3 separate regions of the Zea mays genome follow, and all the other regions are linked to region 2. Evidence: chromatin contacts called from public Hi-C data. All regions are on one chromosome and are shown on one strand. Each heading gives the region's core, a stretch centred on a gene start, on an enhancer-like site or on the middle of the called end of the contact. The rest is flanking DNA. Distances are from core to core; before and after follow the strand shown. Region 1 holds the start of LOC100275385. Region 2 holds the start of LOC109942418 (3'-N-debenzoyl-2'-deoxytaxol N-benzoyltransferase). Region 3 holds the start of LOC100381992 (Hydrolase-like protein family).

Region 1 (2,937 bases), core at 310-2,809, 140 kb before region 2:
GGGTTACCAGCTGAGATTAGGAGTCTTGGGGTACCCCTAATTATGGTCCGCGATAATATTTAAATATAAATAGAAAGTATGAATAAAGAATTTAGTAGGGACCCACGGGAGCCGCGAAACACACCCTAAAGTTACTGGTCTGCCCTTATATCAAACAAATAATAATAAAAAGAAAATATAACTAGTCCCACGTGGTTTGGTGCTGGCTCCACCTATTTCCGGTACCAACCTTACCTATTTGGTACTTCCAAGTACTTTGATTTGGCATGTGCATCTCCTTATATTGTACTCTACTTCCTCCGCCTTTAACCGTCTAATCTCTAAATGCTGGAGCTCTAAATAACTAGTCTAAAACTAGCTCAAATTTGCATATTATCTCAGGTTAGAGCTTAAAAGCAAGCTAAAATGTTATAAAGATTTTATAGCTCTACGGTTTAAAAGAAGCAATAAAACAAAACATATTCAAGGAGAAAGGTGAGTGTTTGAGGCGACCAAGAAAGCTGGAATATATCATATGCAATCAGTTATATTGGTGCAACGCTGCGATGAAATGATCCGATGGATCCAATCTTAGGGTGTGTTTGGTTTTTAGAGACTAATTTTTAATTTCTCAATTTTATTCTATTTTAGTCCATAAATTACCATATACAGAAACTAAAACTATATTTTAGTTTCCATATTTAATAGTTTATGAACTAAAATATAATAAAATAGATTGACTAAAAAATAGTCTATAGAAATTAAGCACCCTTAATTCAACGGCCTAAAATCTAGTAGCTATTTTTTTAACCTAAAACAACAGTCATTGCTAGATTCTAATTGGATGCACACGGTCACGTCATAGCTGATTGCACACCCAAGAAAGCTTTTGGTGGCACGCAAATCCGTTCCATCGTAACCTCCTCCGGGAAAGGGAACCGTGGTTGAAAACTAAAACCAATCAAGCAACAACCAAGACCAACAAACCACCGGCACCGCACTCAGGAGAACGAGTCCAACCGATTGCTTGTAAACCTAAACCCACACCACCCACCCGATCCCAGTGGGACACGCCGCTCCGGCCCCACCTGGCGGGGGTACAGACGGCAAGGCAAGAAGCCGGGCTCAGCAGACAGTGAGACAGAGACAGACAGAGACTAGTAGAGTAGAAGATCACGGAGCGGGCGTAGTAATCCGTAGCGGTAGCGGCGCGGGGGGCGCGTGGAAGAATCTGCTTTTGCCCGCGTGCGTATGCGTGCGGCGCGGTCTGTTTCTGACACAGGCAGCGACGACGGCACGAGCAGAGGGGCCGTCGAGCCGTCGAGGAGAAACACCCCTTTTCCCTTTCCATTTCGTCTCGTCCCGGCTCGTTGCCGGCGGATAGAAATCTTCTACTGACTTCTCCCGTGTCGTGCTCTCTCTCTGCCGGCGGATAGAAATCTTCTACTGGCTCGCTGCGACGCGTCCGGCCTCTCCTCTCCTCTCCTCACCCCCCCCCCCCCCCCCGCGCGGGAGCGGGTGGTTGCGGTGGCGGCTGAGGTTTAGTCGAGGGACCCGGCCGACCAGCGGTCGCGCGGCGGAGCCGAGGGCAAGGGGATGGGGAACCAGGTCGGGGGCCGACGGCGGCGGCGGCCGCCGGTGGACGAGCGCTACACGCGCCCGCAGGGGCTGTACCCGCACCCGGACATCGACCTCAGGAAGCTCCGCCGCCTCATCCTCGAGGCCAAGCTCGCGCCCTGCCACCCTGGCGCCGACGACGCGCGCGCCGACCTCGACGAGTGCCCCATCTGCTTCCTGGTAAACCACCCTCTCCGTCTCCCCCGCCCGTCTGTTTCTCCACGGCGGATGGATGCGCGGAGCGGTTCTTCTTTTTGTTGGTTTGACGACGTCTGTCTGTGTGTTTTTATACCTGCTAATAATCACTTGGTGGTCGTTTATCTGCTAATAATCACTTGGTGGTGTTTTATCTGCCAATAATTACTTGCAGTTCTACCCCAGCCTCAACCGCTCCAAGTGCTGCGCCAAGGGAATTTGCACGGGTGAGTACTTGAGCCGCTCTTGGCGCCGCGCCGTCGTCGGCTTTGGTTCCTGTTTTTGACATTGCCACCCTGTGCTCCTGTCCGCAGAGTGCTTCCTCCAGATGAAGTCGCCCACCTCGTGCAAACCGACGCAGTATCCTGACTAAACTCACTTCATTTCGAATCCAGAGCCTGGTGCTCTTGTCGAGCGTGTGTTTCGTATTTTTCGAGCGTCTCTGGTGTTACTAAACCGTGCCGGTTACTGCCCTGTTGCAACTGCAAGTCCCCTTAACTTACCTCGTAATAAGGTGTCCGTATTGCAAGACGCTGAATTACGCAGTGGAGTACCGGGGCGTGAAGACCAAGGAGGAGAAGGGCATAGAGCAGCTTGTGAGTGCACGTACACACCCACCCTGTTTTGGTTCCGAGTTGGCTGCTTTGGTCTGTTTCGCCAATTGGTTGGGGTTTGGAGTTTTGGGTAGGAGGAGCAGAGGGTGATCGAGGCGCAGATCAGGATGCGGCAGCAGGAGGTACAGGACGATGCAGAGCGGATGAAGAACAAGCGGACTGCAACTTTGGGTGACGTAGTAGCATCAGCACAGGTCGATTCTTGCAATACCGATGGTGCATCAACTGCAGGTGTGTAGAACTGCGGATTTTCCATGCGTTCTTTTCCCCGTGCATTCTTTTGTTTGATGTTGTTCATTTACTGACGCTGTTTGTTCTGTTGGTAGTTGCAAACAGTCCACGAGGCAACGATGTTCTCTCGTCCGAAGTGCAGCATTCTGAGTTGATATCGAGGAATTCTGAAGCCTTCAAACAGATGCGGTTTGTACTGTAACTCATTTGTCCATTTTAGAGTCATTAGTTCTTGTAATGTGATTACTGTTGCATCAATGCATTAGTATTATATGCCCTTTCTAGATTCAATTTTGTTGGA
Region 2 (2,751 bases), core at 30-2,529:
ACGTACACCGGGGCGCACACGTTGCCCCAGTACCCATCGGGGAGCGGCGGGTCGACGAGCTTGCTGATGTTCATGGAGTACACCATCTTCACCACCTCGCCAGGGCTGCTCCCGTTCGCCTTGACCCTGGTTTCCACGAGTACGGTGAGCACCTTTCTGTGGTCTGAATTCTCCGACAGGTGGAGGAGTGCTTACCTGGCGCGCCATATGAACGCGGCGACAACCTCGAAGGAAGTGAACTTGACGCCAGCCTCGTCAGCGATCCGCGCTCTGAGCGCCTCCACGCGCGCGTTGCTCACGTGGAAGCATTCCCTCGTGAGCAGACGCTGCTGTTCGCGCCGTTCCACATCGGTTCCGTACGGCCCGCGCCGCGCGACGCCGCCGTCGAGCGCGAGGACGCGGTCGAACACCTGCGTCGCCACTCGCGGCGGGCGCCTCGGCCCTAGCAGCTCCCGCCGCTCCCACACTAGCGCAACCTCCGGCGGACCCTGCCCCCAAGCGAACCGCGCCGCGGCCGCGAGGAACTTGGTGGCGCCCGCGCCGTCGCACAGCGCGTGCGCCACCCGCATCCCCAGCGCGACGCCGCCGCACGCGAACCGAGTGACCTGGAGCGCGAGCGCCGGGGTATCCGCGTCGGCGTCGCCGTCCCCCGGCGCGAGGCGGTCGAGCAGCGCCGAGCCGGGGCAGTCGGTGTCGACGTCGACCGCCGACAGCCCGGACTCCGCGAGGACGAGGGGCACGGCGCCAGCGCCGACCACGACGTGGCCTTCGCGGCGGAGGCGGCCCGCGAGCGCCGGGTAGAGGCCGAGCGCAGCCTCGAACACGGGCGGGAGGACCGCGTGGGCATCGATGGACGGCGGGGGAGGTGGGAAGAAGCGGAGCGTGCGGAAGGTGACGTCGAACGCGTTGCGGTCGGCGTCGAGGCCGGAGAGCGGGAGGACCGCGGGCTGCGCCGGGGCGGGTGGCGGCGACAGGCGCACGGTGTCCAGGACTCGCAGCCGCAGCTGCTGTGGCTCCATGGGATGGGAGTAGCGCGCGTGAGCCGCCGTTCGCGCTGGACAGCGGCTGCGTCAGTGCAGCGACAGACTGACAGTGAGTGTTGTATGGTTCGACCGTGTGAGATCGAGTTGGATCGTGCGCCGCGGGACGCGGCAATGAAGACGACAGCAGGGGGCAGGATCTGTCGATGTTTAAAGCTGACAAAACATGGAGGAAGTAGGTGGCATGGCAGACTGGCAAGAGCTGAACGAGCGGCTGGTGAAATGTTTTGCGGTTTCACAAGGCAGAAGCGACGTGGGAGCACAAGCGCCAAGTAGTCCAACAGCACTGGCGGACGGACCTCAAGCAATTCGCTTCCATGTGTTCTCTCTCTGTCCCCTCGGTCTCAGTAGTGTCGAAGGAAAACACACACAGGCATGAGGCATCCCTGTGAGTTTGTTGGTCTTGAACTCTTGATGCTGAAAATGGAGATTAAAGAGCATTATTTTGAGGTAAGTTTGTAAGAAGAATGCATTATTTAATTGTCTAAAGCAGTCATTATTAATTACAACTTTTACACAGGTCTGTGACATTATAGATGACTTGTCCGTATCAATATTAAACCACTTGACTGAAAACTGCAAGAAAGAACTCGAGACAATAAACGGGCAGTATCCATTTTGAACCTCTGAAGGTAAGCATTCTGGCTTGTTTTGTAATTTGACTATGCAGTTCTCTGGTTCTGTAGTCTAAGAGATTGACGGATCACTAATAATCTTATGCAGTATCTAGACAAAACCTTGAAGATCACTTACGACGAATGAGTTCAAATGTTAAAGGTACAAACTTACAGCTGTCTCTTGCTACTGTAACGGAGTCCTTCTGTTAGATATTACGATCCTAACGCCTTCCTTTTCATTTTCCCATGCTTTGCTATATTTGAGTCCGGTAGACAAATGCTTGTTCTGCTGCCCTAGGCCCCTAGCAGCTTAGTGCAAGGAGCAGTTCAGCTTGATTGATATGACGTTATTTGCATTGTCTAAGCTTGGTTTAGTTGTGCTGTGGTGAGCTTAGGGAGATGCAATCCGACCATTCACTTGCAATTGCTCTCAAAGCTTCAATTTGGGGTGTATCACACACAAATTAGAGAGTTAGGAAGTTTTAGTGATCCTTTTAGCTTTAATATTTATCTGCTTTCTCGCCTCTATTGTTTTGTAACTCTGGGCTCATGACCGAACAATGTAACTACCATTACTGCTTTTGCCGAATCTGTGGTAATGAAATTCAGGTGGGAATAGTCCATCCTTTCCGGTGATCTCAAAAAAAAAAGCACTAATACATGTGTGGCTATATGTATTACCCATTACCATAGCCTTCTACAATGTTTTAAGATCTGTCCAAAGGAATACATAATGATTGAAAGACGGATGGTTGCTTAAACACTCAAGTTTTACATTAATCACAACTTCACAAGGCACATATAATGATAAGAATAGTACATGTACCATCAGTAGCAACTGTCATAGACATGACTAAATAGCTACATGGAGTTACACTTGCTTTGCATCTTTGACTCATAGATTATTATGTTTTGTTTTAGTTTTTTATCACTGCTTCTCCATGAAAGAGGTGGAAGGGGACCATTTCGATGTTCATATTGGAGGCATTGCAGCAGACTTTCTAGAAAGTTTTCGTGACCACTCATTCATGATCTCGAATTTCGGGACCAAAGAGGAAGAAAGCCCTATATATCATATTTTGTCTGAGTATGGT
Region 3 (2,785 bases), core at 260-2,759, 250 kb before region 2:
TAGAGATGCATGCGCATGCATGTGACCCACACCACGGCACGTTGGAAAAACGAGCGCACCGACTGGAGGGGACCTGGCTGGAGACGCGCCCGGCCCGCGACGAGCTAGCTAGACGACGTTGGTTGCGTTGCGTGTGGCGCTTGCTGCTTCTTTGCTTCGTCACGAAATCAAATCACGAGCCGACGAGTGGCGGGGGCGAAGGTCGGCGGCAGGACTGCAGCTGCTGCAGGTGTGTCAAGTCGCCACTCGCCAGCCACCCAACCCCGCGCAGGCCCACCCAGGCAAGGCCCCTGCTGTTTCTATTGTTCAGGATAGCGCTGCGCCGTGCGCGTCCTTTCGTCTCGTGGACTGGACATGGACACGGACATGCATGATCATGCGCGCGCACTCGCTCGTGTCCCCCCCGCGGCCGTACGCATGCCCGCGGCGCGGCGCGGCGTCGCGGTGGCGGTGGCATGGCAGCAGGCAGGACTGCAGGAGCACAGGCGGTGGCGCTGGCGCTGGCGCATTGGCATGTGCCGGTGGGCCTATCGCCAGGTCACGTCACGCGTGCGTCCCATGGCATCGGGAACGCTGCGCGCTGAGAATGATGGAAGCGTGCCACAGCCGTTTCTTTAAGCCCTAGCCAGCTGTAGCGTCTAGCAAGCTAGTACATTCTAGTGATAACTAGGCTTATAAGACATCATTGTCTGCCGAGCTTATCCGGAGCATGGGCACGGGCCATGGACTCACCCTACTAGAAAACGAAGCCGAGATGGGGTACGGTAACCGGGTGCGTCGCATGATTGGTCGGAGGGACGGCGCGCCGGATGGGGTCGTCGTTGCGTTGCGTGTGGCTGTGGCATGCGGTGCGCTCTTCCGGGGTAGGGTAGGAGAACACGAGGCTGGGGCGCTCGGCCCGCATGGTCACGTGGTGCCTTTGGCTTTGGTGTGCTTGGGTTGGGGATCGGGGTCGCGAGCCTGCGATCTGTTTTGTGTGCTTGGGTTGGGGATCGGGGTTGCGAGCCTGCGATCTGTTTTGTCCCCGGGTGACATGCATTCACATGCGTATCCAGATACTCGAATTTCAGCAAACAATAGTAAAACTTTGACTGCAACCGACGATGCTGTCCTGTCCTTCGCCTGCGTGGCGGGCGGGCGGCCCAGGCCGGAAAACTGACCAGGCTCACGGACCGGACTCGGCCCACACGCTGCGCACGACGGCATGGCCCAAGCGGCCCGACCCTCCCGATCAGCATTCCCAATTCCCATCCGGGGACCGAGAGATACCCCCGCCGAATAATCAAATCAATCCCCCATGGCTGCCGTGCCGCCGACGCCACGCCACGCCTACGGCTACCTCATCCGGCATTCCGGCCAAACCTATCCGCCACTCGGTCGGCCCATGCCGCGCCCCTGGACCCGTCAATAATCAGCACCGCGCCGGCGCTGATCCCGGCGCGGGGTTTTTTTTTTTTTTTTGTCCCGTCCCGTCCCGTGCCGTGCCGCCGCACTATTCGACGCCGCCGCGGCCCGCGAGAGGGGATGGCGTCCACGGCTCGCCCGCTCCGCTCTTATAACAGCCGCTTCCTACGTCTCTCGCGCATCCCTTCCGAGCGGAAGCGGCAGCCCGTCAGGTTATAGCTCACTCTTGATCGCTTCCTGGTTTGCTAAGCGATTTGCCTCTCGTGGTTCGGTGACGGATCGGAGGCGCTGCGAATTCGAAGCTGGTTTCTCTGGGCTAAGTCGATTCGGACTTACTTGTTCAGTAGGTGTAGTGTAGGCGTGTAGCTCGATAGACGAGAAGAATATTTGGCGTCGAAGTTTCAGCTAAGCAACGAGATCAGGAAGTTTCAGCAAAGCTCCTGGATTAAATATTTGGCATCATAGAGGTTCGCAAACCGTTTGGAATCTAGCTAGCTAAGAACAATGCATCCTCGGTTGATCTAGGAATGTAAACCCAATTTATGAGTCTGAATAGGACCAGGCATCAGGATCCTATATGTGGGCTTCGGTTAAAACAACGAGGCGACTTCATTTTTTTATCCAGATTCCAATAACAGTCCGAATTCGAGACAAACATGCGTGCATGCAGTTCGAAGTTGCCTTGTTATTATATTTTTCACACGCTTTCAGTGAGATATACTAGAACTCGTCACTACAGCATTACATGAATTTTTGCAGGATTCAAATCTGCCGGAAACCTGTATCTTCATCCAGTATCAAGGGGAAGTTCTGTTGTTGTGTGTTCGGTGATGGATACATCCAAAAGCAAGCAAGGACCAGAACATCTCCTTGTTCTTGTCCATGGTATCATGGCTAGGTAACTGCTTAGATCCTAGTTCTCTGTGTCTGTGACCATACATTTGAAAGCGGCATAAGGTCCACACACATCAGTCTTCTTTAACCAAGCCGTACCTTTCTGCATTTTTTTTCTTGAATCTTACTGAAAACTTTACTTTATTATACTATGGTCGCAGCCCCAAAGACTGGACATATGGGGAAGCAGTGCTGAAGAGGCGGTTGGGTGATGATTTTTTCATATATGGTAAAGCATGCTAGCATTTGAATTCTTCATTCACTAGGTTCAATACTAGTCATTATCTAACCATTTGTTCTAGCTTCTACAGTGCCGGTTTATGAACTAAATGGATGTTAAAAAAAGTGTATGCAAACATCTTTGTCTACAGCTAGTTCAACGAACAGCTACACCAAAACCTTTGATGGGATTGATGTTGCTGGAAGAAGGTTAGCAAATGAAGTACGTCCTTTGAAGTTTGTCCTAGAAAAAAGGTTTCAAACATTC

What was found. A called contact is a pair of places that touch in the nucleus more often than the background predicts.
Region 1: a Hi-C map of ear shows a contact between it and region 2, with 2.5 times the contacts expected there. The contact joins the promoter of LOC100275385 here to the promoter of LOC109942418 in region 2. A contact is called at or near these places in 2 of 25 Hi-C or Micro-C datasets (ear and leaf).
Region 3: a Hi-C map of root tip shows a contact between it and region 2, with 4 times the contacts expected there. The contact joins the promoter of LOC100381992 here to the promoter of LOC109942418 in region 2. A contact is called at or near these places in 9 of 25 Hi-C or Micro-C datasets (bundle sheath, ear, leaf and 2 more) and 1 of 3 datasets of contacts at active chromatin or transcription factors (leaf).

What each region holds. Positions count from the first base shown.
Region 1 is chr9:20,584,263-20,587,199 of Zm-B73-REFERENCE-NAM-5.0, reverse strand. It overlaps LOC100275385, which reads left to right and starts at 1,559. Exons shown (of 8, transcript NM_001149470.2): 1 at 1,559-1,776; 2 at 1,967-2,018; 3 at 2,106-2,151; 4 at 2,306-2,387; 5 at 2,480-2,636; 6 at 2,732-2,825. The coding sequence starts at 1,576.
Region 2 is chr9:20,442,756-20,445,506 of Zm-B73-REFERENCE-NAM-5.0, reverse strand. It overlaps LOC109942418 (3'-N-debenzoyl-2'-deoxytaxol N-benzoyltransferase), which reads right to left and starts at 1,279. Exons shown (of 2, transcript XM_020544399.3): 1 at 196-1,279; 2 at 1-126. The coding sequence starts at 1,019. LOC103638068 (a long non-coding RNA gene) reads left to right here and starts at 1,239. Exons shown (of 7, transcript XR_004852570.1): 1 at 1,239-1,490; 2 at 1,561-1,672; 3 at 1,764-1,817; 4 at 2,579-2,751.
Region 3 is chr9:20,694,167-20,696,951 of Zm-B73-REFERENCE-NAM-5.0, reverse strand. It overlaps LOC100381992 (Hydrolase-like protein family), which reads left to right and starts at 1,509. Exons shown (of 10, transcript NM_001174761.1): 1 at 1,509-1,616; 2 at 2,164-2,302; 3 at 2,460-2,527; 4 at 2,670-2,785.